Regions from separate parts of the Capsicum annuum genome. Here region 1 is linked to region 2. Evidence: chromatin contacts called from public Hi-C data. All regions are on one chromosome and are shown on one strand. The core of a region is the stretch at or near the end of the contact, and the rest is flanking DNA. Distances in the headings are between cores, read along the strand shown.

The links. A called contact is a pair of places that touch in the nucleus more often than the background predicts.
Region 1: a contact with region 2 is called in a Hi-C map of placenta, with 4 times the contacts expected there. The contact joins two enhancer-like sites. A contact is called at or near these places in 2 of 5 Hi-C or Micro-C datasets (leaf and placenta).

The regions. Positions count from the first base shown.
Region 1 is chr1:241,774,028-241,777,653 of UCD10Xv1.1, forward strand. No RefSeq gene overlaps it. Among protein-coding and RNA genes, the nearest start is that of LOC107862436, 57 kb to the right of the region's middle. Within about 2 kb of position 1,479, at least 3 of the 5 cell types and tissues checked have an H3K27ac peak or open chromatin away from gene starts, as enhancers often do.
Region 2 is chr1:241,578,182-241,581,996 of UCD10Xv1.1, forward strand. It overlaps the pseudogene LOC107862420. Among protein-coding and RNA genes, the nearest start is that of LOC107849112, 15 kb to the left of the region's middle. Within about 2 kb of position 2,265, at least 4 of the 5 cell types and tissues checked have an H3K27ac peak or open chromatin away from gene starts, as enhancers often do.

The sequences.
Region 1 (3,626 bases), core at 229-2,728, 200 kb after region 2:
GTTTAGGTCTAATTTCATGCGTAGAACTGTTAAAATCATAACTTAAAAGGTATGAGGTGTTACAATAATTCCCACTATTGATGATGTTATCTTCATAATTGTACCTTTTAAAGGTAATCTGACGTTTACGCCATCAAACTAGACAAGATTAGTACCGGAGATTTGATTACTGATTAGATTATGAGTATAGTGAATTTTTGTTATAAAGAGGTCTGCCAATATATTTTATTATGTGCTCAAATGATGAGATGGATAAAGAATGTGGAAACCAGTGGGGTTAAAGTTGCACATCATGAACATAGAAAACAAAAGTTAATGAAGGAAAAACAAAGCCCAATACATAAACATATTCTTTAACTTGACTTCAGATCTTATGTTTGACGTCCAACTTTAGATTTGCACAAGTAAACACTTAAACTTATATAGAATTGAACAAATAGACACATTTGTCCTATGTGACTTCCTACGTGATCAATTCTTGTCCGGCATGGTGTCCTTTGTGTATTATGCCATATAAAAATTTAAATTGTCTGCCTGTGCACACTTAAAGTTGAAGGTCATATGATTTGAGGTCAAATTAAAGGGTATTTTTTATATATTATGCCAAAAAAACAAATATCACTTGTTGAACAATAAAAGCTTCATTAGAATCTTGAATCTGGAATCTCGAATTAAGTTTTTAAATGTCCCATGGCTGCACTTCGTTTTCCCCAAACGATCCAAAAAATGTCAACCCTTAATGGACAGGGGTGGTGGAGGGCATTTGGGAAAGTTACTGCACTTCTATCAATTAATTAATTAGTCTTTTAGCTTGGTTGACTAAGCTTATTTTTCTCTAAAAGTGTATTTTTTTTTTCAAAAGAGTTTGTTTTTAAAATGAGATGTTTAGCTAAACTTTTAAAAGATAAAAGTGCTTCTAAGAAGTTGAAAAACAGTTTTTCATAAGGTAAAAAAGTAACTTTTTCCTAAAACACACGCTGAGAAAAATACGCTTGAAGTACTTTTTAAAATTTGATCAAACATAAATTATTGTTACGCTTGAAGTACTTTTTAAAATTTGATCAAACATAAATTATTGTCCAAAAGTGCTTTATGAATTTCTTGCCCAAACACAAAATGATTCTAACCAAAAGTGTTTTTTCAAAAAGCAATTCTAAAGAAATATTTTTCAAATAAGCTAATTTCAATAGTTTGGCCAAACAAATAAGTGAAAAAAATTCACAAATAAGTTATTTAGTTAATTTTGAACACTATAGACTAAAGAATTTGAAAGCAAGGCTAGTTTGTGTAGACTTATCAAATGTGCCAGGTCTACCTGGTTAAACTAGCCCATAAGGAGACCGAAATTGGTCTGATCGAAAACTAGGGGGGGGGGGGGGGTAGGCGGGTGGGGCCGTCTGGTCAATGAAACTCAGCGGACTGACCCAATTGTGAAATCAGCCCAGGCTCACTGGTGCACCGAACCAAACCGTCCCACTCAATTTTTTTTTATTTTTTTCTAAAAAAGCTGCCCATTGCTAACTGGACAGTTGGCACCCCAAACGGCCATATAGCCGTTGGCCAATTGTGCAGAAAATGCATTTTTAAAAAAAAAATTAATTTCAAAAGTTTTTTTATGAATGCCCCAATTCATAAACTATCCCCACAACTTACACTCTCATTCTCTCAGTCCTTCTCAATTATCTCATAACGTGCTTCATTTTATTTTATTATTTTACAATTACAAATATCGAGTGTGAGTTTCAAAAGTCTCTCAACTTTCGAATACTTCAAAAATTTAATATTTTTGTTCCATCTCTTACTTTTAACTTTTGATTAGTATATTGTTTGTTGAATATTTACTTGTATTGTTTTTGTGTGTTTTTTGAATATTTGTTAGTTTAATTTGCAATATGATTAAATTAAGAAAAGTCGGTAAAAGTGTTAGAAATTTCTGTTTCGGAAGTGATAGTAATAGTAAAAAAATATATTGATTCCAGTTTCGATAGAGGTAGTTCAAATACTCAATGTACTCTTGTCCCTCCGGCAGAGGCACCAACAGCTATTAGTGGGGGTGCACGTGCACCCGTTAACGTCGAAAAAAATTATACGTATACACATGTATATACCTTTAGAAATTGAGATATAGTTAATAGTGCACCCAAAAATGAATGCTAGCGCACCTTGTCGTGCTGGCTGAAGACATCACATCCGTCCACGCGACAAGGGATCGGTCCCTGGATCGCGCAATATTTTCTCTTTTATTTTCAATCTTCAGATTAAAGGCTTATTACTACATTAAGTTGAATGCTAGTGCACCTTGATGTTAAAGCCAATGCTTCCGTCCATGAGATCCCTGGTATCACAATATTTTTTCTATTACTAAATTTATAACAATAATTTTTTCATTACTAAATTTATAACATCAAAATGTTGGGATGGGGATTTGAACCTGCAACCATCCCATGAAGTGAATCCCCCTTGATCATTGAGCTACTACAAATGATTATCCAAAGATCTTAAAAATAAACGTCATATTATAAGAAAGTAAAGTTATTAGCTTAGAACTCATACTTGTTCTATATATTTATTTTTCAATATTGTTTATGTCTTTGACGACCAATTGAATATGATAATATCTCTTAATCGACATTGAAAGTTTTTCTAATGTCTTAAGATAATATTGTGCACCACAGTATTATCAAAAGCAACAAGCATAAAAAAAGTTTTATGGTCTATTGTGTTTAAGTACAAAGTACAAATAAAGCGTGAGATTTCACCCAAAAAAAGCATAAAGAGAAAAAAAATATAAATATATGTCTAGTCTAAGACTAATAATATAAGCAAGAATGACAAATATATGAATTTTTTTTTTGATAAAGTGAAACAGTCCGTCTTTTAAGAAAGCCTCATTGACTGACAAGGAAAAGTATGTATTAGAAATTAGAACCTAAGTTACACATTAAGTGAAGTGAGCGCTCAACACATTTTGAGTCTTGCTTCGAGTCTTATGCGCGTCATTGACAATACTGGTGCACCCACAAACTTCAAATCCTGGGTTCGCCTCTGACCTCTGGTATCAATTAGTGAACCTATTGAGAATGAAATGTGTAGATGCTCATGATATGAATTTTTTAGAAATTTAAGAAAATTATGGTATAAAAAAAGAGAATGAAGCAGACACAATTGATTTAAATGAAGATGATGATGATGTTAATTATACACCCAGAGTTGGTAATATTAATGTTCAATCTGAATAGATTAATCTTCCTCCCCGGCTCTTTGTAAGATCTCGTAAAAAATTAGTATTATGTGATAATTTTATACTTGAGTAGAAGAAACTATTAAGGTCCAATGCAATCTATGTCAGGAATTATATGAGCATAAGACTGGAGGAAAAAAAAGGGGTACGTGTTAATTGAAGAAACATTTGCAAAAAAATCACCAAAAAGATCTAGATGAGGCAGAAGGTAGCGAGACTGTTAAGGAACCAACTCTAGTTAGATTGTACCCAAAAATCGATAAGTTAGTTTAGAATTACAATAAATGAAGGATCATGAAGTATTAACAAAAATAATAGTTGTGGGTTGTTTGTTTTCTCTTTTGCTTCTTCTGAAGCTTTTATTGATTATATTCAATCAATTATA
Region 2 (3,815 bases), core at 1,015-3,514:
ATTATTGTAAGTCATCTAAGTATTAAAAAGTTAATAATATTTAGTGAAAAGGTAACATAGACATAAAAAGATAAATTAATTTTTTATATTTTAAATTAACTTGACTTCTTATATGAGACTCATTTAAATTTTTTTAAGGTTTCGACATGTCTACTTATGTTGCTTCAACCGTGATTTTATTGTATCCCCCTGATTAATTATTATAAGTTATTTATATATTAAAAATTAAGAATATTTAATTAAAAAATAAAATAGACATTTATGATATGTTTGCTTCAGCTACTTCAACTGTAATTTTACTAAATATCATCCCTAATTAATTATTATAAGTCATTTATGTATTAAAAAATTAATAATATTTAATAAAAAAGATAAGATAGATATGAAATGATAAATTAACTCTTGATGTTTTAAATTAATTTGACGTCTTATATGATGCCCACTTATTTTTTTTACAATAATTTTTTATAGTAATTTTGCTATATCAATTCTAATTAATTGTCACTTAAGATATGTATATTTCGCTGCTTCAATCGTGATTTTATTATATCATCCTAATTAATTATTATGGTCATCTAAACATTGTACCACTTAAAAACTTAAATTATTTAAAAATATAATTGGTTATTAATGCTGCAAAAGTTTGGACAAGGAGAGTAATATAAATTTTTTGAAAATTACATGAGAAATATTATAATCATAGTAGTTAACAACTTAAAATGTCTAAAACAAAATTAATGTGTCACATATTTCAAAAATAAATACTTAAAAAATACTATAAATCACAATAATTAACAAGTAAAAAAGTTTAAAGGACAAAATGCTTGCTTTGGCACATCTTATTTAATCCTTTTCCTTCCATTTTAATTTGTTTGTATTTATTTTAATTTGTTATATTATTTAAAAAAACATAAAAAATTCTATAAATCATAATAATGAACAACTTAAAAAAATTCAAAGATATAAAATATTTGGTTGACTCTCAAAATTCTAGAATTGTCAATCAATGTCCCAAAAATTTGGACAAGGAGAGTAAGGTATATTATTTGAAAATTATATTAAAAAAATTATAAAATACAATAGTTAACAACTTAAAATTTCTCCCAACTTTATCATGCATTCTTATAATTTAACGTCTAATTAGTATTAACTTTTGGATATTTATATTTAATTTTAAAATGCTCTAAACATAATCGATGTTGGGCCCATGCAAACACGGGCCTCGTCTCCCTAGTATATATATATATATATATATATATATATATATACGGCATAATACATAAACAAAATGACACTAAATTATAACTATGCCCTTTAACTTTACCAATGCATAAGTAGATCTTTAATTGTATAAAAACTGAACAAAAAAATACTCCAATTCTGCAATTTATCTGCGTGAAACTCAATTGCTTCTACATGGATCAGTAATCCACTCAAATGCTGCCACCTAATAAAAAAAACATGTACAAGTAGACTCTATAACTATACAAAAGCTGAATAAAAAAATACTTTAATTCTAACTCTGACGGCGCATGATTTTGAGTGTATACACACATTCTGCTAGGTAGGATTGAAGTATTTTTTTGTTCAATTTTTATATAGTTAAAGAACCTATTTATGCACCGATAAAGTTAAAGGTTTATAATTTAATATCAAATTAAAGTTACTGTGTTATGCCATATAGATATGTTTTATGGTAGTCAACATCTAATACTTTCTCCGATTAAAAGCGAATAATCTACTTTTCTTTTTAGTCAATTTAAAAAAGAATGACATTTTCTTTTTTGGCAATACTTTAATTTCAATTTTCCACCTGTCATGTTTAGGACCATAAGATTAAGGACATTTTGGTAAATTTAATACAACTTTAATTTAAGAGCACAAGATTCAAAAATTTCTTTATACTCTTAAACTTTATGCCAAGTCAAAGTAGAACATTCTTTTTTAAACGCTTATCGCAGCATATTGAAGTTCAGTGCCTACTCCGAACGAGGATGAAGTCCTGCTAAGGTTGGAGGCTACAAGCTTAAATCCATTAGACTTGAGAATTCAGAAAGGCGTGGCTCGTCCTTCTGTTCCTCGCAAATTTCCCGTTATACCTTGTACGTGCAATAATTTATCTCATCAGTTAATCCTTTAATTTTTTGCTCCATCGTTTATTGTCTTCTTCTTAAACTTATTCACTTTTAATATTGTATCTTTGTGAGTAGGTACTGATGTAGCAAGAGAGGTTGTAGACGTTGGATCAAGTGTGGTAAAATTTAAGGCTGGTGACAAAGTTGTGGCTCTCCTTAATCCACTTGTAAGTCCAATTCCCACCAGTTTTGACTTGTTAATTTTCAATGTACTTTCCTTGCAGCGGGTAGGCTCTAAAGTTACATTTAGGTGACAATAAGAATTGTGTCTTGTCTCTTCTTTGATTTGCTCTCTGCTACTATTATTCCAAAGTACATATGCTCTTGATTGTTTTCTTTGGTTTAATATGATGAGGTAAGTGTAGAGAATTGTTACACCGAAAGTGCCATTTATCTGTATATTGCATGTTATCACTCCATTTTTCAGGTTATCATTTTAGTCTTGATATGGATAGTTACTTTTTATTGAATGCCGGCTTAACTTAGTAGTTAAAAATTCCTTACGGTATCGGTGCTTAAAACATAATTTATAATAATAGTTTTTACGATCTTCGTGTGCTTAATAATAGATAGTGTTAGAGTTTGTGACCCGAAATTTGTTGATCCGGCCCTGAAAAGATCGCGGTGCGACCATGTTTGAGATTTTTTTTTGCGGGGTGGGGGGTATATGTGGTGGGAGCGTAGAGATCGCGGTATGGACATGTATGTTTTTGAATTTAAGATTTATTTGTACGCACGTATCATATAATTGCGATCTAGTGGGTCGTTTTTTGTTTTAATATACGTCATTGAGACTTTTGTCTTCTCCTTATATTCCTCTCCATTATAGTGAATTTCCTCCCCTTTTTCCGTCAGGGGTTTTCACGTAAAATCTGTGTTCTTCTTCTTTTCTTTTGTTTGTGGTATTGCTTATTCCCGTCCATTCAATAACAGATAGGAGGTGGATTAGCGGAGTATGTAGTTGCAAAGGAGAACTTGACTGTTCCAAGGCCAGAAGAAGTATCGGCTGCTGAAGGTGCAGGCCTCCCAATTGCTGCTCTTACAGCACACAAGGCCCTTGTGGATGTTGCTGGAATCAAGCTAGATGGAAGTGGACCGCGCGTATGAACGTTCTTGTCACCGCTGCCTCAGGTGGTGTTGGTCATTATGCTGTTCAATTGGCAAAGTTGGATAATGCTCACGTTACAGGGACCTGTGGAGCTCGCAACGTTGAATTCGTGAAGAACTTAGGAGCAGATGAGGTTCTTGACTATAAAACACCAGAAGGAGCTAAGCTTAAGAGTCCATCAGGACAGAGGTATGATGTAGTGGTTCACTGTGCTAGAGACATTTTGGTCTACATTTGAGCCTAATTTGAGTGACACAGGTAAGGTCATTGATCTGACTCCTGGGCCTAGTTCAATGTGCACCTATGTATTGAAGAAACTGACCTTCTCCAAAAAGCAGTTGCTGCCATTGGTTTTAATTCCTAAAGAAGATAAGGAACTGAACTTGCTAGTTAGATTGGTGAAAGAAGGGAAGTTAAAGACTTGCTTTGACTCTAAGCATCCTCTAAGTAAGGCTCAAGATGCGTGGGCCAAGAGCCTTGATGGACCTGCCACAGGGAAGATCATTGTGGAGATATAACAATGATTGTTTTCTAGTTAAATAATAGTAAAACTGCTATTAAGAGTGTGTTTA